Regions from separate parts of the Mus musculus genome. Here all the other regions are linked to region 3. A link is a contact called in public HiChIP or PLAC-seq data. All regions are on one chromosome and are shown on one strand. Each heading gives the region's core, a stretch centred on a gene start, on an enhancer-like site or on the middle of the called end of the contact. The rest is flanking DNA. Distances are from core to core; before and after follow the strand shown. Region 1 has its middle 17 kb from the start of Zfp985. Region 2 holds the start of Zfp984 (zinc finger protein 984). Region 3 overlaps Gm42346 (gastrula zinc finger protein XlCGF71.1-like).

Evidence for each region. HiChIP or PLAC-seq counts read pairs in DNA pulled down with a chosen protein or histone mark.
Region 1: an H3K4me3 HiChIP or PLAC-seq map of embryonic stem cells shows a contact between it and region 3, with 7 read pairs. The contact joins two enhancer-like sites. A contact is called at or near these places in 5 of 39 promoter capture datasets (the HPC-7 cell line, cranial neural crest, frontonasal cranial neural crest and 2 more), 1 of 15 datasets of contacts at CTCF or cohesin (the NIH/3T3 cell line), 10 of 484 Hi-C or Micro-C datasets (the CH12 cell line, the G1E-ER4 cell line, LSK cells and 5 more), 16 of 115 datasets of contacts at active chromatin or transcription factors (the 230-238 cell line, acute myeloid leukemia, cardiomyocytes and 9 more) and 2 of 9 other capture datasets (embryonic tail and macrophages).
Region 2: an SMC1A HiChIP or PLAC-seq map of the NIH/3T3 cell line shows a contact between it and region 3, with 19 times the contacts expected there. The contact joins the promoter of Zfp984 here to the enhancer-like site in region 3. A contact is called at or near these places in 1 of 39 promoter capture datasets (embryonic stem cells), 1 of 15 datasets of contacts at CTCF or cohesin (the NIH/3T3 cell line), 2 of 484 Hi-C or Micro-C datasets (B cells and nephron progenitors), 5 of 115 datasets of contacts at active chromatin or transcription factors (cardiomyocytes, embryonic stem cells, epiblast stem cells and 2 more) and 3 of 9 other capture datasets (adipose tissue, embryonic stem cells and liver).

The regions. Positions count from the first base shown.
Region 1 is chr4:147,534,758-147,537,881 of GRCm38.p6, reverse strand. No RefSeq gene overlaps it. Among named protein-coding and RNA genes, the nearest start is that of Zfp985, 17 kb to the left of the region's middle. Within about 2 kb of position 1,506, at least 7 of the 459 cell types and tissues checked have an H3K27ac peak or open chromatin away from gene starts, as enhancers often do. A contact at or near this core is called in embryonic stem cells, where this site is marked.
Region 2 is chr4:147,807,901-147,811,481 of GRCm38.p6, reverse strand. It overlaps Zfp984 (zinc finger protein 984), which reads left to right and starts at 1,694. Exons shown (of 6, transcript NM_001127189.3): 1 at 1,694-1,814.
Region 3 is chr4:145,430,544-145,433,748 of GRCm38.p6, reverse strand. It overlaps Gm42346 (gastrula zinc finger protein XlCGF71.1-like), which reads right to left. Exons shown (of 3, transcript XM_030253952.1): 2 at 1-3. Among named protein-coding and RNA genes, the nearest start is that of Gm42346, 20 kb to the right of the region's middle. Within about 2 kb of position 1,333, at least 15 of the 459 cell types and tissues checked have an H3K27ac peak or open chromatin away from gene starts, as enhancers often do. A contact at or near this core is called in the NIH/3T3 cell line, embryonic stem cells and expanded potential stem cells, where this site is marked.

The DNA of each region.
Region 1 (3,124 bases), core at 257-2,756, 2.1 Mb before region 3:
ACAAAGTTCATGCCATGTGTCCTGTGGAGGTGGGAGGTTTGCAGCTAACACCAAGCTTTCAGATGCCTGCAATAGACTCCTCCTCCTCACCATGACGTGAGTTTGCCAAGGCTAAGATAGCTGGAGAAGAGGCAGTTACAGACACATATACACTTCCCTATTCCTAACAATATTTTTTGTGAGTAGCAATAACTTCCTCTATGGAAAAACTTTTAAATTAGTTATAACGTCAATAAGAATCATAACAAAAGTGGTGGTGGGGAACTATACCAGAATGCCACTCCCACTCAAGTAAAAACTCTGTGGCAGGCCCAAAGGCTTGGCCTCAGTCCTGAGGCATAAATTTTCAAGGAACTTGTCTCCCGGAATGATTCTGGTGTCCCATAAACAAATATGTCTCAGATTCATCCTTGCTATACTTGGTGAATGGTTCTGTGTGCTTTCTTTCAGTATTATTTTATTATAGGTGCCTCCAAGGAATGATTTGTCAAATACCTAAATTAGGTTGAACTTTCCTTCCTGGCCTTCACCAATGTCCTAGGCAGTCCTTGAGCCAACCCTGGGCTTAGAATTTAGTAACTATGACCTATTCAGATGAATTGACTCCAGTTTTGAAGGAGATATATTGAAAGAAATAAGGCATTACTATCTACTACATAGAGTTAGAAAATTCAGGGCAAGCTTAAGAAAGTAAGTTTAGAATTCTTATTATAGTTATGTATGGCAGACTACATTACTTAATAGAAGAAAGTTCCCCACAAAATCACTTAGAATAACAGCCAATTCACTACCATATACAGGAATTTACAATGGTTTAGGAAGAAGATCCTACTGTGGTTGAAGGAGGAACTAGAGTATTGCATTATTCATGAGAACATTAGCTAGAGCAGAATTCCCTAGCACATACTTTCACTAGCCCAGAGGAATAGCATAGCTAGGTATTTACTAAGAGCTGTGTGGTGGTAGGATAAACAATAAATCAGAATTAGAACTATGGCTTGTACATGAAAGCCCTTGCCACAGGAGCATAATGACCTCATACATGGCTTCTAAGAATACAGCTGACCTGAGATAGAGCTGACTTTGTCTCAGTTCTTACATTGACTAGTTCCTGACAGTCTTTATGTATGCATTCTTCTGTTTTGTGTAAAGAGTCATTAAGAATCGGGTAACCTCAGCGTACCTTGAGTGATGCGTCACCTCACTTCCTTATTTTCTTCTGTATTATAAGGATGATGCTCACTTTGAGAACTTACATTCAGATCAACACTCCCTTGTGTTCTTGTCTGATTGACACTCGACACCGACTCCTTGCCCACCTGAATACTGAAACCCTGATCTCCTGAATGTTGAGGGACCACCTGAGTTCAGTCTGTGTCACCCGAATTCGCCATGAATTTCCTGGCTTGAAAGAAAACCCTCATCCATGTATCAGGCTCTCAAACGTTCTCAGAGCAATGCATGGGGATAGAACTCCTGCCTCAGTCCAGAGGGTTTCCAGAACAGAGAAACTGACATTCATGCCACTGATGAAAAGGAACCACCTAAGAGATTTTATTTGGGGTTCCCTTAAGTGGGAAGGAAGTCTACCAATGGCCAGATGAGACACAGGGGTAAATTAATAAGAAAGGGGAGAATTGTGGAAGGAGGAAAGTGTATGTTGGACTCAGTTGTCTTGTGCTTAGTGGGAGACTTCCATGGCTTCCATGGTAGTGAGGCCATGGCTCTGGGCCCACATGGTTTGCACAATGGAGGAATGTCATGGGTGTGTGTGAAGGGTAGTCCTTGTTGTGGATTGCCCTGGTGCTGTTTGTATTTTGATGCTAATTCTGCTTCCTCAAATGGAGCTGCCCCAAGGAGGAGTGGATCACATTCTCTGGTGATTTAATGTGAAACTTCTCCCCATTTAAATTGGTCAAATTGGTCAAATAAAGACTGAAGCCTGTGATTGGGCAGTGGAAGGAAAACGTGGGGCTGGAGGTTTTAGAAAGGGAGAAGAGGGGAAGGAGGAGAGGCAGACAAGGAAACAAAGAAGATAGTGGAAGATGGAAGAAAAGGAGGTGGAAGGAAGATGGAGCAAAACCACGTGGCCTGGTGAAGCCACAAGTAGCAAGGGATCTACACTTCTAGACAGTATTTATCCAAAGATGGCCTGCATCTTAGTTATCTTAATTTCAACTCATTTCCCTCGAGGAATTCCCATGCAGAGGGAAGATAAATTAGAATGAATATTTGCCGGGCAGTGGTAGCAAATGACTTTGATCCTAGCACTTGGGATGCAGAAGCAGGCAGACTTCTGAGTTCAAGGCCAGCCCGATCTACATAGTGAGTTCCAGGAAAGCTAGCACTATACAGGGAAACAGGCTCAAAAACAAACAAACAAATAAATATATGAATTTAAAAAAATAAAAGAATGGATATTTTTAGCACATAAACAGCGTAAGAAAACCCTACATGGAGAAGGTCTTTGAATTTATACTAAAAGGAAAAAAAAATGAGACTTTGACAATTAGTTGGAACGGACCCAACTAAAATCGTGGTACCTTTTAATAATGCAGAGATTGCCTCCTTATGGCCACAAGGTGAATCTTGGTAAAGAACATGCAGTAACTTCTTGGAGAGATTAAAAACAGATACTATAAAAGTATGATTTCATTTCATAAAAAGAACTACTTGGATTCTCCCTCATAAAATAAAGGAAATTCCATTATCTGGAGCCCCTACATTTTACGCTGAGGCCAATAAATCAGGAAAGGCAGGACATAAATCAGAAGATGTAGGGTACTGAATATTCTTATAAATCTGATCAAATATCTGAATTATGTGCAATACTCATGGTGTTGTCAGATTCTGAAGAGTCTCTTAATATAGTAACTGACTCTCAATATGCAGAAAGGGTTGCTTTTCCAATACAGACTGTTGATCTTATTCAGGATGAATCTGAATTGACTTCACTATTTCTTCAGCTAGCACAATTGATAAGAAATAGGAGTCATTCACTATATATAACACACATAAGATCGCATACAGGTTTGCCAGGCCCTCTGTCACAAGGTGATAATGAAATTGACCAGCTATTGATAGAAAGAACAAAAGAGGCTTTAGAATTTCATAAAAAATCATG
Region 2 (3,581 bases), core at 445-2,944, 2.4 Mb before region 3:
CAACTTTGGACTCACACTTAGTTAAATGCTCTGAGGAAAAGGCTTTTATTTCTTTCCTTAACTCAGATGCATTATTAATCACCAGTATGTTTAATCTACTCACATATGAAGAATCAATTAACTTGTGACTTTTTTTTTTGCATAAGTACAATATGGGGAAAACTAAAACTCAACACAATGGGAAACAAGTAGCCCTGCCATCTGAAAGGTGTCCATAGGCATAGAACCCTATTTAAAGACAGAACCCCAGGTCTGGGCTTGTGCTTCTGAGCTCTCACCGCCATGCTGAGCTAGAATCCATTTTAACCTCTCATAATCATCACAACAGGTTTTGAACCTCAGAGGTCAATGAGAATCCTGGAACTCATTACAATCATGAAAAGAGTTGACTTCCTAGCAAGAGTCTAATGAGACTTGGGTAAATCTCGAGTCTCCTTTCCCCAGCTTATACTGATATGCATGGGTGTCATAGAGTGTTACAGGGAACAATCAGGAAACCATTTATCAACAAACAGTGCAGTATGTATTGTAATTTTGTTCAAGTTTTCTTTCTTTCATCCTTTCTTTCTTTCTTTTCTTTCTTTCTTTCTTTCTTTCTTTCTTTCTTTCTTTCTTTCTTTCTTTCTTTCCTTCTTACTTCCTTACTTCCTTTCCTTACTTTTTTTTTTTTGACAAAGATCAAGACAGTTTTCCAAAGGAGTTTCTCTTTATTGTCTCACCCTTCAAGAAGTAAATAATATTGTGCCTTGACCTAACATCATTTTAATTCATCATTTTCTTTGATTGAGGCATCCACCTCCTCTACCTTTTCTTTAAGTCTGATAATCTGTCTCCCACAGGTTCTCTATGTATTATTTTTATTTGCCTTACTGCATTTTCTTTTCAGGATTTTTTTTTGGCATTTCTAAGCACTTATTGAAGTCAATTTTAATATTTTATATTGTCATTTCCTTCAGGAATCTGGTATTATTTTCTTGCCCATGATTTATTTCGTTTCTCTCTGAGTGAGTGGATTTACATGGTTTACAAACTTTAATGTCCTTGATCATGATTGTGGGTTTTCTATTCTTTGTCTTCGATATCAAATAAATTGTGCTCCTTATAGGATACCTATATGGTTTGCGGTTTGAGCCAAGGACATTTTATCTAAGTTATTGTTTGTTTTGGGTATCTGTTCTGAGCATCAGAATTCAAAGGGACTGCTTAATTGTGTGCATTTATAGCCCAGAGGAAAAGACTCACAATATGAGAAGTTAATATGCGTTGTATCTGAAGGGTTCAGAACCCAGGTGCAGTGTCCTACTACATCCAGTTCTGGTCTAGTCTGGCAGCAACCTTTTGAGGAAGCTGTGTAGAGTAGGTCCTGGGAAGTTTTGTGGAAGGCAGCCTGCAACAGAGTTGGAGGAGTGGTTCCTGCTGGGGAGGGTGGGCCTCCAGCCTGATTAGATGAGTTTAAGAAAAAGACAAATTAAAAGCAAAGGAACGAGCAAGCAAGCAAGCAAGCAAAAATTCAAAACACCAAACATTGCTGTGAAGAATTGGGAAGCTAATTAATTAAAAGGTCCCGAAGTAGGTAGGCTTAGAAGAATTGCAGGAAGCTGCTGAATATTGGGCGGGTCCAGAAGGCGGGGCTAGGCAGCATGAAGGGAAGTTCCGCGGTTTCATCTTTCTTCTTGCATCTCAGCTGCCTCGTGATCAGGAAGTTATGGAGGGAGACTAGCGCCTAGTATTTGCGGAACCTGAAAACTTTCTTAAGCAGCAGTTGTTGTGCTGGCCTCCTAGGACATTGAGCAGCTGGTCCTGTCACCTTCCAGGTCAGAGGAGCTGTTGGACTGGGGAACAGGCAGGAACTGGGCAGGCGTGTGGAGCAGGGGTGCATTTTCTGCCGCCATTCTCACAATTCAGTGTTTGCGGAACCTGAAAACTCCCTTAAGCTGCAGTTGCCCCTCCTAGGACATTGAGCAGCTGGTCCTGTCACCTTCCAAGTCAGAGGAGCTGTTGGACTGGGGAACGGGCAGGAGCTGGGCAGGGGCGTGGAGCAGGGGTGCATTTTCTGCCGCCCCTCTCACAATTCAGTGTTTGCGGAACCTGAAAACTTCTTTAAGCTGCAATTGCTGTGCTGGCCTCCTAGGACATTGAGCAGCTGGTCCTGTCACCTTCCAAGTCAGAGGAGCTGTTGGACTGGGAAATGGGCAGGAGCAAGGCAGGCATGTGGAGCAGGGGTGCATTTTCTGCCGCCACTCTCCCAATTCTGTTGTGGTATCTTACCATTATCAGGAAGTTTGAGATCCTGTGAATTGGGTTCATGGTGATGTTTTAATTAATTTTATGGGTGCCAGATTTTTTTTTTTTTAAATAACCCCGTAGATCCTTGGCCGTCTCTGGAGTTTGTGTATTGGGATGGTTGTCTTTGCAAAAGCCATAATAAAGCTCCTCAAATTCAAATTCATTCATGCTTTCTTAACTCCCTTGTTCCTCCATTTGCCATTTCGTTTCCCTTTCTCCAGGGAACTGGATAGGCATCCCTAGAGAGCTTTGTAGGTATTTGTCATATGGGGATCAGTGCAGATTTGATTGAATTCGAAAATATTCGTTATAAAGTACTGTTGAAAGACCCAAAAGGTGAGGACTCTCCCACGTTCTGACTCAGGAGAGGCAACACCCCAAATTACTGGAGAAACGGTTTTGATGCAAATTGCAAGAGGACTTTTATTTCAAGAGAGCTCTCAGGCCCACAGTCATAAACCATGCAATGCTAGAGGACTGTGGTATGCAGAGTAGCTGGGTAAGGGGGTATTTAAAGGAAGGAACCACAAGTCAAGGGGGTGGGGAGGGCGTTGTTGGAAAATACCAAAAATACCAGTTGAAAGTGGAAAGTCAAGACAGCTGTGTATGAGTCTCAATAACATTAGCACATTTGCATAGTGAGTTCCTGGAGTTGTCGGGGTGGGTCAAGGTGACTTTCTTTGAAAGCACAGCTTATAAGTGGGTGGATGGAGGAATGTTGCTATCTGCTTTATGATTAGCATACCTTGGGGGCATTGAGTCACAAGGATCTTATTTTTAAGCCTGACCCTAAAGGCTTACTTTTTGTTTTTATGTTTCAATTTTTAACTGTCTCCTGGCTGTAAATATTAATATTAACCTAGCAAAGTTATAGTCCCCGTTAGTTTAACACTGAGGTATATGTAGTCTTTGATGTAAATACAGCATTGAGAAATGAGTCTTCATAGGCTTAGTTATTAATATTACACCTTAGGTTTGAATAAAACATGAAGACAGGATTGCAGTAAGGTACAGCTGAGAAGAAGATATATAGTGGGTCTGTGCACCCTGAGTGTTGCCAGAGAAAAACTAATTGTACCACGTGGGCAAGTTTTATAAAATAATACATCCTGACCAAGAGATGGATTTGGTCACATGCTACAGGCAGTTTTATAGGCCACTGTAGTTTCCTATGAGGCTTTTATTATTTTTCTAAGACATGCAACCTGCAGCAATGCACGAAGATATCTGGATATCTGGGTCTTATGCTGGTGGTTGGGTTAGTTTTTGGCATTTCAGTCTGAGGGAGAAAGCAT
Region 3 (3,205 bases), core at 84-2,583:
CTTCTTGAAGTTTCACAACAGGGTTTGAAAAATACAAAAATGAAATTACTACAACTACGTAATAGACAATGATAAACCACATAAAAGAACATTAAAAGCAAAATGATACAAAGAATCTTGTCAACACTTCTACAGACATGAGAGCATGGCATGACATATTTAGTGTAGTAAGGAATATAAGTATAATCTGAGGACGCTTTCTGACCTCAGTGGGCACCTGGCATAAACACAGAGCATATGCATCCAGGCTGTAAAACACTATTATCAGGTTTGTTACTGAGAACTTATCTTCCTGGGACTAGAGTCAAGGACAAATGGCTAGTGCCTACCATGAATCATGCCCAGAGTTGAATGGTGTTTCATTCATTTCAGGTAAGCATTGAGAAGGAATAAAAAAGGGGGAGCTTATTCAGCAGCAAATTTCAGAGGCTGAAAACACACCAGGCCTTAGATAATACTGTATGGAGAGTAGAAGCTTACATGACTAGGCCTAGGTTAATAGATGTAGTCAGGAATCCTCCCAAATTACAGTGACAATAGGAGAATGAAACTTACTTATACAGTAAAAAATAGACACTGCTCAGTATAAAAGCTCTCAAGAATATAAGAGAAGAAACATACCTCAGAAATAAGGCAAGCAGACTCAAAACTAAAGCAACCAGTACAGAGAAGGTCAACAATAATTATTTCACTCTAGTGGGGACTAATGCAACACAGAGCATCAATAAGAACACAGGTCAAGGACAGGAAAACATTTAGAGTGGACAGAATAGGTGATTCAGAAAGCAAGTAGACCTTCTGGAGAAAACCACCTCATATCAGACAATTCACTCTCAACAGACATCTTAAGACACCCTCACAGTAACTTTCTTTTTTTAAAAATATTTTTATTAGGTATTTTCCTCATTTACATTTCCCTATATACATTTACATCCCTATTTAAAACTATGGAGACGGCCACAGATCTAACGGGGTTATTAAAAAAAATATTCTGGCAATCATAAAATTTATTAAAACATGACCTTGAACCCAATTCACAGGGTCTCAAACTTCCTGACAATGGTAAGATATCCACAACAAAATTGTAAGAGTGGCGGCAGAAAATGCACCACTGTTCCACATGCTGGCCTTGCTCCTGCCCATTTCCCAGCCCAGCGCTCCTCTGACCTGGAAGGTGACAGGACCAGCTGCTGAATATCCTAGGAGGCCAGCACAACAACAGCTGCTTAAGGAAGTTTTCAGGTGCCGCAAGTACTGGGCATGACTCTTCCACCAGGAGTTCCTTACCACGAGGCAGCGGAGAAACAAAGAGAATGATGAAATGGCAGAACTTCCTTTTACTTCTGCCTAGCCCCTCCTTCTGGACCCGCCCAATATTCAACAGCTTCCTGGAATTCTTCTAGGCCCACCTACTTCCGGACCTTTTAATTCATTAGCTTCCCAGTTATTCACAGCAATTTTTTTGTTTTGGATTTCTGCTTGTTTGCTTGCTTGCTTGTTTTTCCTTTGCTTTTAATTTGTCTTTTCCTTAAACTCATCAATTCATGCAGGAATCCCACAGTCCCCATCAGGAACCCCTCCCCCAACTCTGTTGCAGGCTGCCTTTCACACAACTTCCCTGGACCTACTCTGCACAGCTTCTCCACAAAGTTGCTGCCAGACTAGACCAGAGCTGGATGTAGTAGGACACTGCACCTGGGTTCTGAACCCTTCAGATACAATGGATCCTTCCTAACTTCTCATATTTTGAGTCTAGCCCTCTGGACTAAAAATGCACACAATTAAGCAATTCCTCTAAATTCTGATGCTCAGAACCCAAAACAAACAGAAACTACGATAAAATGTCCTTGTCTCAAACTTCAAACCATATATGTACCCTATAAGGAGCACAATTTACATGATATCCAAGATAAAGAATTGAAAAGCCACAGTCATGATCAAGGAGATTAAAGTTTGTAAACCATGAAAATCCACTCAGAGAGGAAGAAAATGAATGATGAACAAGAAAATAATACCAGATTCCTGAAGGAAATGTCGACAATATAAAATATTTAAATTGAGTTCAATAGGTGCTTAGAAATGTCCTCCCCAAAAGACCCTGAAAACAAAATGCAGTAAGGCAAATAAAAATAATACATAGAGAACCTGTGGGAGACAGATTATCAGACTTAAAGAAAAGGTAGAGGAGATGGATGCCTCAGTCAAAGAAGATGATGAATTAAAATGATGTTAGGGGAGGATTATCCAATATATATAAAGAACTCAAGAAGATGGACTCCAGAAAATAAAAAAAAAAATTTAAAAATGGGGCTCAGATCTAAACAAAGAATTCTCAACTGAGGAATATGGAATGGCTGAGAAGCACCTAGAAGACTGTTCAACATCGTTAATCATCAGGGAAATGCAAATCACAACAACCCTGAGAATCCACCTCACACTACTCAGAATGGCTAAAATAAAAAATTCAGGGGACAGCAGATGCTGGAGAGGATGCAGAGAAAGAGGAACACTCCTCCATTGTTGGTGGGATTACAAGCTTATACAACCACTCTGGAAATCATTCTGGCGGTTTCTCAGAAAATTGTACATAGTACTATTAGAGGATCCAGCAATACCTCTCCTGGGCATATATCCAGAATGTGTTCTAACTGGTAATAAGAACACATGCTCCACTATGTTCATAGCAGCATTATTTATAATAGCCAGAAGCTGGAAAGAACCCAGATGTCCCTCAACAGAAGAATTGCAGCCCTATCGTCCTGCCACTCCCACTGCTGCTGCCTGCCAAGAAGCTGTTCTGGAGCTATCACGTGTTCACCTGTAAGATGATTTGGCGGGAATCGGCCCCCTTCCCCTCCTTCATAACTTGGTGCACGAATTAGTAAAATTGAGCTTTGATCAGAATTTTTGTCTTAGCTTCATCTTTCTCTTGTCCACCTAGCTCCCTCTTCTCTTCCAGATTCCAAGATGCCTTCCCAGAACCGAACCCAGACATGTGAGCCGCTGGTCGGACACAACATACAAGGATATTAGAAGACTGATTATATAGGTATGAATGAATAAATCTCCTATTGGATAATATTTTTAAAGTCAAAGCCTCAGTTGGTTAAAACGTTTTGATGAATTTAGTTGTTGGAACATTACTGAATAAAGTATAACACTGGGGGTTGGCTATGAGGAAAGAGAATAGATCCAAGCCATCTTA